Regions from separate parts of the Mus musculus genome. Here all the other regions are linked to region 2. Evidence: chromatin contacts called from public ChIA-PET, HiChIP or PLAC-seq and promoter capture Hi-C data. All regions are on one chromosome and are shown on one strand. The core of a region is the stretch at or near the end of the contact, and the rest is flanking DNA. Distances in the headings are between cores, read along the strand shown.

Evidence for each region. Promoter capture Hi-C pulls out the DNA fragments that hold promoters and counts their contacts. ChIA-PET counts read pairs in DNA pulled down with a chosen protein or histone mark. HiChIP or PLAC-seq counts read pairs in DNA pulled down with a chosen protein or histone mark.
Region 1: an RNA polymerase II ChIA-PET map of effector CD8 T cells shows a contact between it and region 2, with 9 read pairs. The contact joins the promoter of Sult2b1 here to the promoter of Cd37 in region 2. A contact is called at or near these places in 2 of 39 promoter capture datasets (both in liver) and 2 of 115 datasets of contacts at active chromatin or transcription factors (bone marrow-derived macrophages and effector CD8 T cells).
Region 3: a contact with region 2 is called in an H3K27ac HiChIP or PLAC-seq map of large pre-B cells, with 2.4 times the contacts expected there. The contact joins the promoter of Hsd17b14 here to the promoter of Cd37 in region 2. A contact is called at or near these places in 6 of 39 promoter capture datasets (cranial neural crest, frontonasal cranial neural crest, hematopoietic stem and progenitor cells and 2 more), 3 of 115 datasets of contacts at active chromatin or transcription factors (embryonic stem cells, large pre-B cells and memory CD8 T cells) and 2 of 9 other capture datasets (adipose tissue and liver).
Region 4: a promoter capture Hi-C map of liver shows a contact between it and region 2. The contact joins the promoter of Ntn5 here to the promoter of Cd37 in region 2. A contact is called at or near these places in 5 of 39 promoter capture datasets (the C10 cell line, embryonic stem cells, liver and 1 more), 2 of 115 datasets of contacts at active chromatin or transcription factors (bone marrow-derived macrophages and embryonic stem cells) and 1 of 9 other capture datasets (liver).
Region 5: an H3K4me3 HiChIP or PLAC-seq map of bone marrow-derived macrophages shows a contact between it and region 2, with 4 times the contacts expected there. The contact joins the promoter of Dbp here to the promoter of Cd37 in region 2. A contact is called at or near these places in 8 of 39 promoter capture datasets (the C10 cell line, cranial neural crest, embryonic stem cells and 2 more), 4 of 115 datasets of contacts at active chromatin or transcription factors (bone marrow-derived macrophages, embryonic stem cells, memory CD8 T cells and 1 more) and 1 of 9 other capture datasets (liver).
Region 6: a contact with region 2 is called in a promoter capture Hi-C map of liver. The contact joins the promoter of Mamstr here to the promoter of Cd37 in region 2. A contact is called at or near these places in 7 of 39 promoter capture datasets (the C10 cell line, cranial neural crest, embryonic stem cells and 4 more), 1 of 484 Hi-C or Micro-C datasets (embryonic stem cells), 3 of 115 datasets of contacts at active chromatin or transcription factors (all in embryonic stem cells) and 2 of 9 other capture datasets (adipose tissue and pancreatic islet).

What each region holds. Positions count from the first base shown.
Region 1 is chr7:45,740,479-45,743,737 of GRCm38.p6, reverse strand. It overlaps Sult2b1 (sulfotransferase family, cytosolic, 2B, member 1), which reads left to right and starts at 1,260. Exons shown (of 6, transcript NM_001360784.1): 1 at 1,260-1,684. The coding sequence starts at 1,378. It overlaps Gm31597 (a long non-coding RNA gene), which reads right to left and starts at 1,776. Exons shown (of 3, transcript XR_391433.4): 1 at 1,607-1,776.
Region 2 is chr7:45,237,450-45,240,272 of GRCm38.p6, reverse strand. It overlaps Cd37 (CD37 antigen), which reads left to right and starts at 1,434. Exons shown (of 8, transcript NM_007645.4): 1 at 1,434-1,613; 2 at 1,701-1,773. The coding sequence starts at 1,545.
Region 3 is chr7:45,553,431-45,556,254 of GRCm38.p6, reverse strand. It overlaps Hsd17b14 (hydroxysteroid (17-beta) dehydrogenase 14), which reads right to left and starts at 1,327. Exons shown (of 9, transcript NM_025330.3): 1 at 1,189-1,327; 2 at 162-200. The coding sequence starts at 1,276. Plekha4 (pleckstrin homology domain containing, family A (phosphoinositide binding specific) member 4) reads right to left here. Exons shown (of 20, transcript NM_001381849.1): 19 at 2,574-2,686; 20 at 2,026-2,490. The coding sequence ends at 2,228.
Region 4 is chr7:45,682,635-45,685,482 of GRCm38.p6, reverse strand. Ntn5 (netrin 5) reads right to left here and starts at 1,461. Exons shown (of 7, transcript NM_001358870.1): 1 at 985-1,461. The coding sequence starts at 1,018. It overlaps Sec1 (secretory blood group 1), which reads left to right. Exons shown (of 4, transcript NM_001271578.1): 2 at 128-217; 3 at 1,192-1,303. The coding sequence starts at 1,207.
Region 5 is chr7:45,703,482-45,706,771 of GRCm38.p6, reverse strand. Dbp (D site albumin promoter binding protein) reads right to left here and starts at 1,525. Exons shown (of 4, transcript NM_016974.3): 1 at 1,010-1,525; 2 at 1-166. The coding sequence starts at 1,148. Car11 (carbonic anhydrase 11) reads right to left here. Exons shown (of 9, transcript NM_009800.4): 7 at 3,159-3,290; 8 at 2,894-3,059; 9 at 2,101-2,283. The coding sequence ends at 2,258.
Region 6 is chr7:45,638,621-45,641,518 of GRCm38.p6, reverse strand. It overlaps Mamstr (MEF2 activating motif and SAP domain containing transcriptional regulator), which reads right to left and starts at 1,542. Exons shown (of 10, transcript NM_172418.2): 1 at 1,489-1,542; 2 at 680-817. The coding sequence starts at 737. It overlaps Rasip1 (Ras interacting protein 1), which reads right to left. Exons shown (of 12, transcript NM_028544.1): 12 at 2,427-2,834. The coding sequence ends at 2,635. A030001D20Rik (RIKEN cDNA A030001D20 gene) reads left to right here and starts at 2,761. Exons shown (of 2, transcript NR_152217.1): 1 at 2,761-2,836.

The DNA.
Region 1 (3,259 bases), core at 11-2,510, 500 kb before region 2:
CCTGCTCCCTGACCTGCTTGAGTTCCAGTCCTGACTTCCTTTAGTGATGAACAGCAATGTAGAAGTGTAAGCTGGAATGGGGATTCTAGGTAGGGGCTCTACCACTACAAACTTTCTTCTTTCTTTCTTTCTTTCTTCTTTTTTTTTTTTTTCGTTTTTCAAGACAGGGTTTCTCAGCCGGGCGTGGTGGCGCACGCCTTTAATCCCAGCACTCGGGAAGCAGAGGCAAGCAGATTTCTGAGTTCGAGGCCAGCCTGGTCTACAGAGTGAGTTCCAGGACAGCCAGGGCTACACAGAGAAACCCTGTCTTTTTTTTTTTTTTTTTCCGAGATAGGGTTTCTCTGTGTAGCCCTGGCTGTCCTGGAACTCACTCTGTAGACCAGGCTGGCCTTAAACTCAGCGATCTCCCTGACTCTGCCTGGGACTTAAAGTGTGCGCCACCACACCCCAGTGTCTTTTCCTTTTTGAGTCCAAATCTCCCTGTACTTTTGGAGTTGGCCTTTAGTTCTCTGTCCTCCTGTCTCAGCCTTTGGGAATGACCAGCGTGATGTGATCCACTGGTCTCACTCACAGAGGTCCCACCAGTCAGAGGAACGAAGCAGATGCGGCATCCAGAAGCCAGGCTGTTCTTAGGAACTTTTAGTGGGTGCGTTTCTTCAAAACAAAGCAATATGCTGTGGTTTCCTTTTCCCTCAAAACATGAAACCAAGGGTTGTAGCGTGGTGGTCGAGTGATAGCCTAATGTGTCAGCATCAAGGCTCAAGCTCCATCAGTACAAAAAAATCAGTAGATAAAATATGTGTCCCACATGAGCCTGGTGGCCCAAATCTGTCATCCTAGCTACTTAGGAGGCTGACACACAAGAATCAAAAGTTCAAGACCAGCCAGAACAGCTTAGTGAGACTCTGTCTCCAACAAATTAATAGAGGGCTGTGGGCGGGGCTCACAGTGCGGGGGGGGGGGGGATGGGGCGGGGCTCCGTAGTGGACCACTTCTTGCACCATTCTGAAAGGTCTAGGTTCAGTCTTCTCTTTGGAAACTCGGTTTCGTGGCTGCGTAAATGCGTCATGGCTTTGGGACAAACAGCTAGATCGTTTTAGCTTCTCGGTGAGTCATCGTGGGTTCTCACATGGGCTCTGCAGCGTGCAGCGTTGGCGGGGGCACCTGCCACCTTTGGCTTGGGTTCCTCGTTCGGAAAATGGCCTGATGACGTGGTGTCGCCCTCCAGGGTTGGGATGTGGAATAGACATAAGGAGAACACTTAGCTCCACTTTGCAGACATGAAGTACCCTTCCTCCTACCAGAAGCGTAGCTTTGGGCGAGTCACTCCCACCCTCCACGCTCAGCTTTCTACACCCATAGTGTGGGGGCGACAGTATGACATCACGGGACTGCTGTGGTGGAGTTGAAGTGGATCTACTCCTCAGGTGGACACACGGGGCTCAGAGAAAGGACACTCCTCACTGGCGTGTGAATGGAGGGCCCTGCGACTCTTGCCCACCTCCTTGGTCTTCTTTACACGTGCCCTTCCCCTCTTTCAGCTGGAATTTTGGAGGTGAATACTTCAGATACAAAGGTATCCCTTTTCCTGTCGGCATGTACTCACCGGAGAGCCTCAGTCTGGCTGAGAACACTAGCAACGTGCGGGACGACGACATCTTCATTGTCACCTACCCCAAATCAGGTACCGGTAGTGCTAGTCTGGGCTGGGGAGGAAGGGAGGAGAGAAGGGAGGAGGAAGGGGAGGAGCCTGCTTTGCAGAACCCGGCAGCTTGTCCTCTGCTAACAGTACCTTCCTTTGCACTGCGCACTAAGTCCCTGCTCCAGGGAGACTCTGAAGGCCTAGCTAATGTCCCCTCCCCTCTAGGGCTGCCACAGTGTCCCCAATCCTTCCCTGTCTCCCAAGCCTTCACAGCACTGAGTGCCACCAGCCGCGCATGGTTTGCTGGGTAATTTGTTCATTTTTGTTGAGAAAGGTTTTCATGTAGCCCAGGCTGGCCTTGAACCTCAGCTGGTCCTGCTGTCTCAGTGTCTCGGGTTCTGGAATGGCAGGTGTGTGCTGCTGGGCACAGTGTCACTGGGTAAACCTCTGCTTATCCACTGGAAGGTTAATCTGGCTCTCTCTGAGCGCTCTGTCTGCCCTGGCTGTTGCTTGTTCTCGGAACCGCGCGTGTCTGTGGAGGAGGTTCCTCATTTCGTGTGAATTCGCATGCAGACTACTCCACAGTCTTCACAGAGAAGGAAAGCCACTGCGCATTCTGCTTCTCTCTTTGTCGCTGTAATAGACCACCTGACCAAAAGCAACCGAAGGAAGACAGGCCCTGTGTGGCTTACACTTCCAGGCCCCAGCCTTATCACAGAGAAGCAACGCAATCAGGAACAGAAGCAGAAATCACACAGGATCCTGCTGTGACTGCCTGGCTCCTTAGAGCTTGCTCAGCTAACTCTATAAACCCCAGGCCCCTGCCCAGGAGGGGCACTGCCCTGAGTGGGCTAGGACCTTCTCTATCAATTAGCTATCAAGAGTGTGCCCCCGGGCAGCATATGTCTTTAATCTCAGCACTAAGAGGGCAGGGGCAGGTGAGTTCGAGGCCAGCCAGGGCTACATGGGGAGACAAATAGTAAATAAACAAAAAACATATTTAAACAAATAAACAATGATAAAAGAAGACAATCTATCACAAACATGTCCTCAGACCAATGGAGTCAACCCCCCAGCTCAGCTGAGATCTGGGTAATTCTGGGCTGTGCTGGCAGCTGAGGCGAACTAGGAGGGCTGGCTACATGGTGCACATCTGTAATCCCAGCATGTTGGAGGGGAAAGTAAGAGGGTCGGAGTTAAAGGTCATCCTCAGGTACAGACTGGGTTCGAGGCCAGCCTGGTCTACAGAGTGAGTTCCAGGACAGCCAGGGCTACACAGAGAAACCCTGTCTCAGAAAACCAAAATCAAGAAAAAATAAAATAACAAACAAACCAACCCAAAAAAGCCCTAACTCACCCCACCGAGTACAAGTATGAACCTTATAGATATCATGCTAAAAAAAATGGAGCCAGACACAAAAGGAATTACATGGGGCCCTTAAAATAGCCATGCTTGGTGGGGGAGGGGGGGAGCAGCTAGGGCGGTAACAGGAGTGAGATGGGGGCAGGGTGGGTGGGGCAGGGCCTACCTAAGGTGAGAAATGAGAGCATTTTTTTGTTTTGTTTTGTTTTTTTGTTTTTTGTTTTTTCAAGACAGGGTTTCTCTGTGTAGCCCTG
Region 2 (2,823 bases), core at 185-2,684:
CTCATGCTGGGAAAGGGAAAAGATGCCAACCAATGGTTAGCGTGTCCCTGAATAGGATTTCACACGGCTCTAAGAGCTTGGGCGACCACAGGTTGAGGTTGAAGCCCAGACGATGGTGGGTCAGTGGTGGGTAGGACCGCATGGTGGACTGCATAGACATGCATAACATTAGCCTTCTATTTACACCTCAGTCTCAGTGAGGGACCCCAAAAATGAATTGAAGGGGATCACCAGATCGCTTTGTGCCCTTCTAAATGTGACCACACTGTGTGTAAACCTTTTTCTGTTTCCTCTAGAAATTTGGTTCTTTTACTTGGCTTATTGGAGATGGCAGAACCTGCCTTGGAGCACAGCCTGTGGCAGGAGAGGCCCAGTCCCGAAAATTTATCTATCTTCTGCCCTCTATAAGCACCATGTGGCGCAGACATACACACACACACACATCGTTAAAATTTTTTTAAAAAAAGATGAACAGCTTCCAATGTTGTCCTCTGGCCTCCAAAGGCGCGCGCGCGCACACACACACACACACACACACACACACACACACACACACTAACACATACAAATACACATACAGAAAGAAAATAGATGAGACATGTCTCAGAAGGCAGCTGCTGTCCCAGAGAACTAGGCTTTGGGTAGATAGGTGATAGGAACTTCCCACATTAGAAATCTGTGAGGAACTGGGGACTTGACAAGTGTCAGGGACTTCTTTCTGGGCACATCATAGGAAACTTTGAAGATGCTAGGTATGCTCAAGTGACCCCCACTCCAGTGCCTGGCTTTTCTGGGGCCTCCTCCCCTCAGGTTTCTCCGCAGAGGTAGGAAGTGCCATCTGAGGTTCACTTCCTCCACCGGATATTCAGGCACTGCCTCGCTGCCCTCCTCACTCCTGGGACTGTCACACCTCCTCTGCAGCCCTTTCACTTCCCCAGGGGTCCAACCCTGGCCCCCAAGCACATCGGAGCACCTGCTCTAGAAGAAAGAGAGCAAAGAGAGAGACCCAGGGAAAGAGACACACAGGACAGAGACCGCAAAGGCCCAGAGAGACAGAGACAGAGAGGCAGAGACAGCGCGGTGGCTCGAGGCTAATGGGTGCTAAGCAGAAGATCACAGGGTGCAGGGGGCGGAGCCAGTAGCCAGTGAGGTCAGAGTGTCTGTGAGGTTGAACTCTGCAGAAACAACCTTGAAGTCCCAGGACCCACGTGAGTGGAAGTCCATCAGAAGCCCCTGTGCGCCCTGCCTGAGCTATGGACACCTGCGAGGAACCCATTGTGTCCCTGGCACCCACATATTCCAAGGACCCTCAGGTACTGCTGTGCACTCGATGGAACCCTGAAGAAGATAGGGCCCCCGCTGACAGTCACTAAATGAACAGGGCGGGGTGGAGCTCCACCCCCCCGGAACTTCCTCTTTCTCTGCCGGTTTCCTTTGTGCCTCTCAGTCTCTGTCTTTCTTTGCCCACTATTCCCCTTCCCCCCTGCGGCCAACACCTCTTCTGTCTGGGTTTCTCGAGTGGGTCATTCCCCATCTAGGCGAAGATGTCCGCCCAAGAGAGTTGCCTCAGCCTCATCAAGTACTTCCTCTTCGTTTTCAACCTCTTCTTCTTTGTGAGTCTACTCATGGCTACCCAGCCGGGGTTCCAGGGCCACAGTGGCCCTTGATCCGCCCTAGCCTCATTTCTTCTCTTCCCCTAGGTACTAGGCGGCCTGATTTTCTGCTTCGGCACCTGGATCCTCATTGACAAGACCAGCTTCGTGTCCTTTGTGGGTGAGGGGGGCTGCGCAGTAGGGGAGGGTCTTTGGACTTGAACCCAGAATCCCACCCCAAGGCATCTCCTGATATCTCACTCGCCCTGGGGAGGCCCTCAATAGCTACTATCTTCCCAGGTAGGGCTCCAGCTCTGACTGGCACCCCACTGGCACTGCCAGTAAGCTGGATGTGTGCTGGTAAGTAGGAAGTGTAAAGCAGATGTAGCCGGTCATGCCTGTCATCCCAGCACGCAGGAGGTGGGAGATCAGGAGTTCCAGGCCATCCTAGACTACACAGTGGGTTGGAGCCCAGGCTGGATAATGAGGTCCTGCCTCCAAAACAACCACAGCACCATGAGGTCGCGGTTAGGAACAGTAATAACAGAAATAATAGCTATTTCTCAAATACTTCCTGTGTCTCATTTTGGACTGGAACTCAGAGACTCTCCCTTGTTGAGGTTCAGAGAAGGGAAGTCTTTTGCTGGGTGTCACACAGCCAGGAAGGGGAAGAGCAAAAATAAAGTAATAATAACAAGGAAACCATTTAAGGAGGGGACACCAAAACCATAGCAACTCAGACTCACCACATTGACCGCTGAATTGAACAGCGTTTTCATTCGAACCTCGCTCAGAACAATTCTAGGATATATGTGGTGGCCCACACCTGACATTCCAGCATGGGGAGGTGTAGGTGGGAAGATCACAAGGTTCCAGGTTACCCCTGGCTACTGAGTCCGAGGCCAGCCTGAGTTACCTGAGACTCTGTCTCAAGAAAAAAGAAAAAAGGAAAGGAAAGGAAAGGAAAGGAAAGGAAAGGAAAGGAAAGTCCAGGAAATCGATCCTTTATTTCTTTGCCCTCAAAAAGTTTAAGAAATGGATTCAGCTGGGCATGGTGGCACATGTCTTTAGTCCCAACACTTGGGAGGCAGAGGTGGGCAGATCTCTGTGAGTTCAAGGCCACCTAGAGTACAGAGTTCCAGGAAGGCCAGGGCTGTTACACAGAGAAATCTTCTCTGAGAGAGAGAGAGAAAGAGAGAGAGAGAGAGAGAGAGAGAGAGAGAGAGAGAGA
Region 3 (2,824 bases), core at 78-2,577, 320 kb before region 2:
TGAGGGTAGAGGGCTAGGGAAGAGCCCTGGATGGGAGGGAAGAAAGCCAGGACTTGAATTCCTGGGTCCGAGGAAGCAGAGCTGGGTTCAAGGGAGGAGAGCTAGGCGCGGATCCCTTTCGATGGAGGAGGCAAGGGAGAATCGAACACTGAATCACTCACCATCCTTGTCACAGAAAACCACTTGAGCCCCACTGTCCACTGCCAAAAGAAGAGAACAAGGTTACAAGCCCTGCAGACTTTCCTCACCATCTCTGGTGCCCTCTGCTGGCCACCACCCAGAGCACCTGCCACTCCAGCGGCTCTTGTGACTGGCTTCAGTCCTCTTACAAGAGCAGAATCTTGCAACAAATAACCTTTTTCATTAAGCTGCTGTTGGCCCCCATCCTGGATTCTAGAAAAATCCCAAACCGATAGGCAATAATACTCTCAAAGCTATCATTTGCAGCTAGGAACCGATCCAGGGAAGATTTTTTTTTTTATTTTTATATTTTTGAGACAGAGTTGCTCTGTATGGTCCTGGCTGTTCTGAGCTCACTCTGTAGATCAGGCTGGCCTAAAATTCAAGAGATTCGCCTGCCTCTGCCTCCCAAGTGCTGGGATTAAAGGTATATGCCACCACTGCCAGGCCAGTGGAAGAACTTTTTTTTTTTTTTAAGATTTATTTATTTATTATATGTAAGTACACTGTAGCTGTCTTCAGACACTCCAGAAATGCCAGATCTCATTACAGATGGTTGTGAGCCATCATGTGGTTGCCGGGAATTGAACTCAGGACCTTCAGAAGAGCAGTCAGTGCTCTTAACCGCTGAGCCATCTCTCCAGCCCAAGGAAGAGTTTTTAATGACCAACCTATCAGCAAAGACCCAACAATCCAAATGGACTGAGGGACTGGAGAGATGGCTCAGCAGTTAAGAGCACTGGCTGCTATTCCAAAGGACCCAGGTTCATTTCCCAGTGCCCATATGGCAGCTCACAACTGTTTGTAACTCCAGTTCCAAGGGATCTAATACTCTCAGCCAGATTCAACAACAATGCAGAGGAAAATAAAAATAAACAAATCATTTAAGAACAAATAAATCATTACAGAAATGAACCTGAGTCTCCTCCTCCCACTCTGGGAACCTCTGTCAGTCATCCTTTCTCTCCTACAACAATTCAGACAGCAGGCGGGAAGACCCTTACTCACCGAAGGCTCTCACGATCGCAGCCCCGATGCCCCGGCTGCCTCCAGTCACCACCACCACCTTCCCAGAATATCGGGTTACTGCAGCCATCCCCAGCTGTATCCCACGCCCTCTGGACCTCTTCCCACCTCCACAGTCCAGAGAAGCAGTGGGGTGGAACCAGATATACAGGCTGGGTCACTGAAGGCTGACCTTGGGAGGGGGTGTTTCTAGGAAGGCACACCTGGGAGAACTGAGGACTCTCCTTCCTAGCCCTTCTTTTTCAGTCCCAGGGTACCCAAACTGACAGTCCTCCTTCAGACTCAGGGACCCTCACCCCAGCTCTGCCTCCTCAGACTGACTTCAGCCTTGCTCCCTTTGACTTGTTTTTTTTGTTTTGTTTTGGTTTGGTTTGGTTTGGTTTTTCGAGACAGGGTTTCTCTGTATAGCCCTGGCTGTCTTGGAACTCACTTTGTAGACCAGGCTGGCCTGGAACTCAGAAATCCGCCTGCCTTTGCCTCCCAAGGGCTGGGATTAAAGGCGTGCGCCACTACACCCGGCTTTTTTTCTTTTTTTTTTTTTTTTCCTTTGACTTGTAAGACCAGGGCTACTTCTTCTGGCTTGATTCAGGCTCCAGCCTCCTCCCTCAGACCCATATTGTTTGTTTGTTTGTTTGTTTTTCGAGACAGGGTTTCTCTGTATAGCCCTGGCTGTCCTGGAACTCACTCTGTAGATCAGGCTAGCCTCAAACTCAGAAATCCACCTGTCTCTGCCTCCCAAGTGCTGGGATAAAAGGCGTGTGCCACCACTGCAGATTGGGCCCTTACCCTTGTTTGTCAGAACACAATGTCACAACCACAGAGAGAATAAAAGCTATTTATTGACTAATAGTTCAAAGTTTTCATCCAATTTTGGACAGTGTTGGGAAAATCAATCTTTGACCATAGCGGCCCTGGCCCTCCTAGAATACATGCTGGAATGAACCTCTCCCCTGTGGTCCTGAATGGTCCCACACCTCAAAGTTGTGCTTCCAGCTTGTAGGGCTCAGTATAAAGATGGGAGTCAAAAGCTGGACTGCAGCAGAGTGACTCTGAAGGGCCATGCCCCCTCTTCCTGGGTCAGAGCTGGAGGGGCCTTCCCAGGGTCCCACCTGGCCTCCCATGGGGCCAGGCCTCTCCGGCTGCCTTGGCATGAGAACCCTGTGGTAGCAGAAGTAGCCTTGTGAGGAGCTGGGGACGAGGTGACCTGGGGCAGTTCTTCACTGGGAGGCTGTGGGCTTGGCTGGAGACAGTCTCCCCTGGTATCCAAATTTCTGCCTGGAGAGGCTAAAGGGATAAGGAGCAGTGTTAACTTAATCACGTGACATCCACACTTCCAGGCTTCCTCCCTCAGAGCCTGGGCGCCTCACCTGCCATCAGCCTGTGCCACTGGGAAGCCTCTGTAGCTAGAGCCTGGGAGAGGCTGAGCACTCGCTCCCGGTGGCCTCCAGGTACTGGTGAGCAGGTTGCAGAGTGCCTGGGACTACAGAAAATAAGCCACGGGTGTCACACAGGCCACTGGGGCTCGCTGGGAGTTCTTCCTAGCGGGTATCTATCTAGAGGACTTTAAGCTCAGGCTCTCTGCATTTATTACCAGTAGACCAGCAGTGAGGTCACCATT
Region 4 (2,848 bases), core at 212-2,711, 450 kb before region 2:
GCCTTTCCCACATGGGGTTCTAACCTTGTTCTCCACACCCAGGGCACGGAAGGCGGATTATTGCCAAAAAACCCTGGCCTCTCTGCCACCCACTCCAGCCCTCCACCCTTAACCCTTTCCCCTCCAGGTGTGTAGCCAGAGAAGAGTGCTGAGGGAAGGTGGTGCTGAAGGAGCTGGAAACCAACAAAGCCTTGGAGTTAGAGAGCAGACCCCTCAGGTACTGGGAAGGCAGAGCCTGGCCTTCCTTTAGGGCTCAGGGTGTTGGGGCCCTGCACTTACTTTTCTGGGACTTGCTGGGAGGTGGCCCCACTTGCTACCCCAAATCTCAGACCTGGACCCAAATCCCTCCACACTCCACAAGCACTCAGCCCCCGAGCAGATGGGGGCCAGTGCTGGGGGTAGATGATATGGGAGGAAAAAAAGCAGGAGGTGGCATAAGGTGTGTGCCCGATGCCAAGGCACTTAGAAACCAGAAATCCAGAGCCTAAGGAGTGCTAGGAGCCAGAGGACTAAGGCTTTCAGCTTCCCCCACATAGGACTGGGGATCTTGGGACTTTCCTGAGCCCCCTGCATGTACCCTTACCTCCAGACATCAGAGCCCTGTGCTCCACTGACATTTCCCAGGCAGGGTGCCTCCCTTGCCCAGTCCATAGACTCCCTGCCCCCGGGAGTCTGAGCCATTATGCACCCATAGCCTCCCCCACCCCAGCCCCTCATGTAAACACGTTTCTTGCTAGGTAATTTCAAGGTCCCACCTTCCGGCTCTCAACACCGTGAAGTACCAGGCTGTGAGTTCTCTGTGTTCTTGGGGTTAGGCAGAAACTAGCCCTTGCCCGTTTGGGCCTACAGCATTCCTACCTCTCAGTGGCAGGCCCATCCAAATTCCCTGGGCCAGTGGGATCCATAAGGGACTCTGCCTGCCTGCCCCTCTTCAGCATGCACCTCCTACCTGGCTATTAGGGCCCAGCCATTGGTCAAACCTGCCTGGAGAAGAAAAGAGTGTCCTGTAGTCGGTCATCCCCACACTCTTCTGTAGGAGAAGCACTTGGAGGGCTCTCGGGAGGAGTGAGAGTGGCTGTTCTCAGGCCCAGGCTAGTGGGGGTTCTGGGCGGGAGCTGAAAGCAGAGCCCGCAGAATCCAACACTACCGCCCACCCAAACCCTAGCCAACAGCAGCCACGCTTTCCCACAGGGACCCTTGCCAGCCATGCCACCCGAGACTGCGTGGGACAGGAGCACTGTCGCCCCCAGCAGGCTTGAAGCTTGGTGGCCCCAAACAAGCCGGCCTAGAAGGATCCAAGCAGGTAGGGGTATGACTACAGCTTGGGGTTCTGGGATTGGGGTCCTGGCCTGTTCCCACTTGCCCCAGCACCTCTGGAGTTTAGCTTGCCAGCCCCTGCTTTTGGCCGACCCCAAGCCAGCCAGCCCCTCCCCATCCTGCATCCTCCTGCCCCAAGTGCGTTAACTCGGTGTTAAGGTCAGTTGCTTTCAAGCTCTAAAATTCCCAGCCTCAGATCAGCTGTAGGGGAAACCAGAGGCCAGTGCTACCTGCAAGGAGGGCAGCGGAGAAGACTTTCAGCCTGGCTGAACTTGGGGAGGAAAAGAAGGTAGCAAAAGCCAAAGGCAGCTCCCCCCTCCCCCCAGCCACTGGTGGATAAAGGCCCCAGGGCTTTTAGCCTGAAACACTTCCACAACTTGTTGTGTCTGAACATTTGAGTGTTGTGGTTTCTCTCTGAGCAAGATGAGAATATGTGTGGTTTGTTCCTGAGCACCCACCCCATTCATAGCTACTGTCTTGCCAGTGTGCAGAACTGGCCCAGGACAAGACTCAGGGACCTGGTGCCCTGGGAGTAAGAGATCCCTCTGTACTGCCGGGTGACCCTTGAGGCTGGGATCTTAGAGGAGCAGGGACAAGGACAAATGAGAGCTACAAGACCCACAGATGCAGGAGGACTAAGCTTTAAGAGAAGGCTCAGGCCAACGGATCCCACATCTGAGACCCATGTCCCCAGCAAGGGCTGTGTGAGCCATAGGGTGACACGTGGGACTTGTGGGTCCAGCAAGTCCTCCCCGGTTTGCCCCAGCCTTGGCACTGTCAGGCCACCTTCTAGACAGAAAGACGGGAAGCTGGTCTGTTCTGTAGACAATTGCGAATGGCTCGCTGTGGAGCAGGACAGATGGCTGTCAGACATCCAGAGAAGGTCTGGGTCTGCTGCAGGATCCTGCCTGCCTAGCGTGGTAAGTCCCTACGCTGTCTCCAGAGGGAGTTCTCCTCCTCACTTTGCTCTGGGTGCCTGAGCTGGCTGGGGGACCCCCAGAAAGCATCAGCTGTGGGGAAGCCAAGCCCACCCAGGAAGTGGCTGGTCCTTAATTCAGAGGTGCTATGGAGCTCCCCAAGTATCGAGACCCTAACCCTCACAGGGTCAAGCCTCGGGAGAGCTCAGGCCTGTTTGCTCTCCACAGTAGAGGGTCTCTGTCTGCAGCCTCAGGCAAAGGAGGTGGGTAGCACAGCCTCTCCACTGAGTCTTCCAGGCCTTGCTGTGGAACAGCCTCCAGAGGGCGCTCTCGGCATAGCCGGATGAAGGCTGGGCGTCACCTCAAGATGGCAGCAACAGAGCACTTCCCAAAGCTGCTGCCTTTACCAGGAAGTGTTCCGAGATCCACTCCCTCTCCCAAAGCCATCTTGAGCCCTTTCTCTTCTCTGCCCAGGTTCTCTGGCCCAGCTCTGCTCCCTGGTGCTCTGGCTGGGCTGGGCGATCCACTTCGAGTTGGCTAGAGAGCCAGGAGAAAGAAAATGACTGCAATGAGAAAAGAAGGAGCTGGGGTGGGGGAGGATGGGTTTGCTTTGC
Region 5 (3,290 bases), core at 276-2,775, 470 kb before region 2:
GGCGCAAAAAGACTCGGGCCAGCCACAGGCCCTGAGCGCCCCCGAGGGGACCCACCGCCACTAACGGCCCCACTCGGGGCATCGGCTGGGCCCGCCGTTTCCAGGCCGGGTCCCGGGACGGGGGCTGAGGGCAGAGTTGCCTTGCGCTCCTTTTCCTTCAGGAGACCTGTAGGCCAGGGAGAGACCGGATGGGGTGGAGGGACACAGGAGGGACCCCAAGTTAGAGATATGGCGGAGATACAGAGAAGTGAGGAGACGGGAGCCGTAGGGCAAAGACCCAGGGAGGTGGGTACAGGCAGGGAGAGAACCCAGAAAAAGAAGAGAGGGATAAAGACGGGGCTTGGGGAGACCCAGAGAGAAAAGAGAACAAGGCCCCAGCAATAGAGGGTCAGGGAGACGGGGACCCGGAGAGGGGGAAAAGGCAAAAGTATACAGAAGGATAGGGTTAGGGGCCCGGGAGGGGATTAAGAAACACAAGCACAAGCGACCCAGAGAACGAGGATGGAAGTTTAGAAAGAAGGGTTTAGTGACAGGGTGGGTGAAAGGTTGGGCAGGTGAGAAAGAAAAAGTGACAGCTCAGTAATTCTCCCACCCCCAGCACCCTCATCCCCTCCCCCACAGTCTGTTGGGGCTGGAAGGGGCTCCACTGCTCAGGCACATTCCTCATCCCTAGTTTCCATGTGACCCTGCGAGGCCCCGCCCAAGCCCGTGTCTGCACCGTGTGAGCATCCGACACACCCCCTCCCTTCCCCTAGGACTCCAGGGGTCCAGACTCTGAGGCCAAAGGAAAGAAAGAGGGGTCTGGCACCTAAACTCTGTCCTCAAGTAGGAACACTCCAGGGACTTGACCCTTAGGCCCTCCAGGCGTCAGATTTGGTCCTGGAGGCTGATGGACTGGAAGACCTAAGTGACCTAATGAAGACTAGCAAAGATGGGACACCTAGCTGATAGGTGCCGTGGACCACCACCCCAACAGTTGAGTCCCTAACACAGTGGGACTAGAACTCACAGCTGGCCGGTTCTTTGGGCTTGCTGTTTCCCTGCAGAAGGCTCCTCAGCCCAAGCAGCGCTCCCCCGCCAGGGGGGGCCCCAGCCGGGCCACCCAGCAGCAGGGGGCCCGGGGTCCTGTCGCTCAGAGGCCGCGCCATTGCCGTGGACCTGCTCCCAGGTTCATGAGCTCATGGAGAGTCGAAGAGATGAGATGATATGTCAGTCACCCGCACACTCCAGTGGTTCGGGCGAATGTGTCCCAGAGTCGGGAGAGCGCGGCGTGCAAGCCTCCAGGATCAGGACGCTTCAAATCCTAAGAGCGCTGCGGGGGTTCAACCAGTCAGTTCTGCAGAAAGGTGCAACTCAAAGACTGTCCCGGGAGGCTCCTATAGTCTGGGCGAGTGGGTGACCAAATCAAGCAGCTGTCTCTTTGCAACTGTGGGTCCCCAAGGGACACAGGCGCGCGCTCCTTCTGTACCAAGTGGGCGAGTCTCTGGCTCTAGCCAATTTTGCACTTCTCGCAAAGAAAGGAGCTTTGCAATCTGCACCCAGAGGTGTGCACCCAGGGGCGGAGGAGGGGGCAGGAGGAGGTGGCAGCCTTGAGGCGTGGCCAAAGCAAACTTCTTTCGCGGAAAAAAAAAAATCTAAACCAAAACACCGGACGCCAGAGCGCGCGCCCCTCCTCCGGGCCCCCTCCCTCCACTTGGGCCATGCACCCCAGCCGCGTGCCTTCCTCCGGCTTCTGGCAAGAACCAATCACGTCTCGAGCCCTTGAGACGCTCAGCCAATGAGATGAAGGGATATGCCAAGACCCTGGAGGCGCGTGAGGGGCTGAACTTGTGTAGTTGCCTCGCCTTTTGGAAGAAGGCGGGACACTGACCTATATTTGGCCAATGGGAGGAGGCGCTGGAGGCGGGACCGTGACCCACTTCGGGCCAATGAGGCAGGAAGAAGGGGGAAGCACATGGCTTTGCGCGTGCTATCGGATGCGGGTGTGGGGCAAGAGGGGTACCTCTTAAAGGAGCCGAGTGTTCACAGACTCATTGAGGAAAAAAAGCAGAACATCAATTAGAGCAGATTAAGGCAGAAAGAAGTGGGCTTCGGGAAGGATTTTTTTTTTTTAATATCTAGATGTTCCTCAATCGCGACTGATAAACCACCGAGAAACCGGAAACATTCAGTCCTTTTAATAGCTTTGTTTTGGGGTGAATCCCCTCCCCTGGTGAGGAAACTCAGAACAGGCGGGCGTAATCCTCGTTGGGGAGTCTCAGCGACCGTGAGGACCACCGTCCACTGCAAAGGGAAGCACCGGCTTGAGGGGTGTGGGAGCTGAGCACATAGGACTCTACTAGTCAGGCTGCTAAGGGGGAATGGAATATACCAAGTTGGGGGAATGATCAGCTCCTGGACCAGACCATGTAGGGAGGGAAGAAGGCCACATGGGACGTGCAGAATAGGCTGGTTTGCATAAAGGTACATGGAGAGGATATGGTCTTCTGGGCTGTACCATGTTGAGAAACCAGACAAGAAACTAACCGATTTCCCGGGGCCGAGCCACAGTGGCAGTAAGAAAGACAGAGGGATTGTACCACGCTGATTCTCAGAAAGGGAATAGCAGAAAGACTACAGCTCTAAGTAGGGTCATACCATTTGTAAACAGGTGACCTGGACCGTACCATCTTGGCAAGTAACAGTAGGCAGAGGGCATGGACCAGTATGTAATTGTACCACAAGGAAAACAGGGTGTCAGGCCTTAGACTAAGCTGCAAAGAGGGGTGGGCTGCAGCAGGCTGTTCCATATGGAGAGGTGAGAAAGGACAAGGGATGTATCACACTGAGACAACCACTGGGAATAAGTGCAGACTATCAGGACGTGGAGAAGGAGGGGACACACTAAGCATACCATGCAGGCGGTAGTTGGGGCCTCGGCAGCGCCTCTCGGGATGCCGGGGGTCCCTGTTGCCCCTCAAGGCTCTGTGGGCCAGGGGCTGCAAGGGCCGGCCATTACCACTGAGGCTCTGGAAGATCTGGGAGGGGGGATTCTGGCTCAGGAGTCTCAGGGAGTGCATCTGCCTCAAGAGAAACCACGGGTGAGTGGACCGGGGTGGTGCTCAGGACAGGAGTAGCATGCACACACGGGGGTGGGGGGGGGTGGGGGTGTCAGTCACCTGGAGGGAGGTAATATTGAGAGCCCTGTCGATGAGGATCCAGGTGACAGTCTCAGAGCACGGAGGAGTGCTGAGAGATCCCTGATAGGTGATGAAGCCGAAGGATTCTGGGAACAGGAGCTCCAGGCTCAG
Region 6 (2,898 bases), core at 293-2,792, 400 kb before region 2:
CAACCATGCTCCTGGCTCCACCTGCCACTTCAGGAGTCTGTGACCACCCTGGCACAGTCGCCATCTTGCCAACCTGACTCATCAACCTCTCACTTCCTTTTATCCACGCACCCCTTTGCCCCTCGAATTCCCCACAGCCAGCACCCTGCAAACTAAACCCTGGAGCTCAAATCTCTCTGGACTCTAGTTTGCACTACAACTTTACATGACTTCCCACCCCAACTTACTCTTGCTGGCATGCACCCACAGGAATGTCACTCACATGTTCAAGACTTGACCCTCAGTTTGGGGGCAAAGAGTTTCCAGTGCACATTTCTGCTCCTCTCTGAGTGTTCAGAACTCTTTGCATTGGCAACAAATCCTGGCTAATGACATTTTCAAGGCTTGATAGCTCTTGGTCCCCCTGCCACACACACATGCACTTCAGGTCTCAGTTTGCTCCTCTGCTTTGCCTACAGGTCAGTTTAAGTCCTTTGCAACATATGCACTCTTGGGTGTCACCACCTATGGCTTAGCAAGCCATGTGCACATTCATCTACTACTCCACTCCATAGCACAAGTGACATTGTATGTGAACACCACTGGTCGATTCACGCATGCCAGAGAATCATGTTACTGGGACCCTGGGCCCTGGCTCCGGGACCCCTCCCCACATGCATAGAGACAAGCAACCTCTCACCAGAGCGGAACTTGGAACGGATGATTTGGGAGCGCTGGGAGGAGGCTGCCAGGGTCATTGCCAAGGCTGAGGTGGAGACCTGGACAGAGGAAGCCAGAGCCACCAGAGCGCGGCAGGGTCAAAGTGGATGACGGGAGGCTGCCATTGGGGGAATTTTGGAGACAGTGTGAAAGGTTAGAGACAAAAGTACTGGGCCAGATCAGCTCTTTTGGGGGATGACTGGTCTCTGGGCCCTTGGGTCTGAGAAAGGAGGGCTGGTCCTGAACCTCCGGGTGTGAGAGACACGGGCTGGGGCCTGGAGCCCTAGGACTGAAGAAAGGTTGCGGCCTGGAGTTCTGGCTGGAGGGAGAAGTACTTGGGCATGGACTGCTGTGTCTGTAGAAGGCTTTGGGCCTGGAGTTCTGAGTCGGAAGCAAAAGGGCTGGGTCTAAATCCCTGGATCTTGGCGGTACAGGAAGGACCTGCGTCATGGGCTCCTGCATCTAAGAGGGAGAGCATTGGAATCTGGAGTTCTGGGCCTTTGAAAGTGCAGGAAGCAGTCGTCTGGAGTCTGAACCCTGAAGGAGGAGGAGATTAAGGACGAGAACTGCATGCTGTTAGGGACTAGAATCGAAGATTCTAGGACAGACGGGAATCAAAGAATATGACAAGTGTCTGGGAAACATAGGGGTCCCTGAAACAGAATGGGTTGAGTGTCATGCACGGGGCTCTGTGGGAAAGATATTGGGACCAGAAGGGGGAACCAGAACGGAGAATGAAGGGTAAAATGAAAAAAAAAAATCCCCATATCTACCCCAGGGGCTTCTCACCAGGTAGGCTCCTCTCAGCTACTCAGCTGTGCCTTGAAGCGGGTGGAGTCTCCCGGATTAGGCTGGAGACCTTAGGCTCCACCCCACAAGCCTTGGGCCGCCCTCGACTCCCCTTTCTAGGGCGAGTGGGAGTCAAGAGAGCGAGCCTTGGATCAGAAGCCCTGCAAGGACCCAGAAAAGGGGCGGGACACACACGCCGTGAGGACCGGCCTGGCTCACTTCGAGGGTTCCCTTACTATCTCCTCCCCCGAGTCCCGAGCTGTGGGTTGGGTGGAGCGGTCACTGGCGACAGACAGGAGCAGGTGCAGAGAGAGGGACCCGGGTGAGCAACAGCGGCAGGTGGTCGTGTTCAGACCCTGCCGGCAGGTGCCACCTGTTGGTTCTTTTTTTCCTGACACAGCAGTAGGAGTCAAGTTCAGAGGAGGGGAAAGTTCAAACATGAGGCCCAGACTCCTAGTTCTAAAAAGGAAGGGGGCAGAAGTCAGGACTCTGGGTCTGAGGGTGGTGGACGGAGTCTTAGGCCTCTGGTATGGGAGAGGAGAGCTGAGGTTTGCATTCTTGGATCTGATGGAATAGGACTAGTACCCGAGAGGTGCTGGGTGTTGGAAGTCAGCGGTGTGCACAGTAGGCAGACAGCATCGGAAGGACTGGGGGGAGAAAGCTAAAGTTTGGACTTTGTAGGTAAGAGGGAGATGGTGATGACCTGTTCTCACTGGTAGTACATGGGGTCTGATATTCAGAAGAACATGGTCCAGGCTGTGTTCCGAGTTGTGTGACAGTGCTCAGTACTACAGGGTCACATTTCGTGCTAGAGGGCAAGCTGAGGCCATGGCTAGAAATATCTCCCCAAACTCGGCAGACGCCCAACGTTCCAAGCACAGTCCCTGGCACCTTAAAAAAAAATCTTTGCTAAGGCCCCCAAATCTTGACAAGTGAGGTCAATACCACAGATATTTTTATTACTTCTTGGCATTCACATCCCAAGCCCATCTTCCCACTGTCCCATCGTCTACCAACCCAACAACTCAAACTCTCAGCCGTCTACGCAGGGAAAACTACAACTCCCAAAATGCTCTACGCCCAGGCGGGCTCCCTTTTAAGAAGCGATGCAGTTTCAAGCTGCGCGCGTTCCTTTCTCATTGGTTTTCAAGGTGTCGAAGCCACCGGGGGTCCATGGCGATGATTGGCTGGCAGCTCCTGCTGTTCAAGATCCCAGAGGAGGCGACGGAGCCTGCGCAGTTCTCTATGCAATGCGTCATCTGTCACAGGGCCGGTGAGGCGCAGGCGTGAGCTGCCCAGGGGCAGGATGAGCGGAGGGTGCGAGGAAAAACTTTCAAAGATATCCCCTGTGAGTACGAGGAAAACCGAATTAAAAACTCAGCATGAGTGTGAGGTGGTCTATCTCCTTAA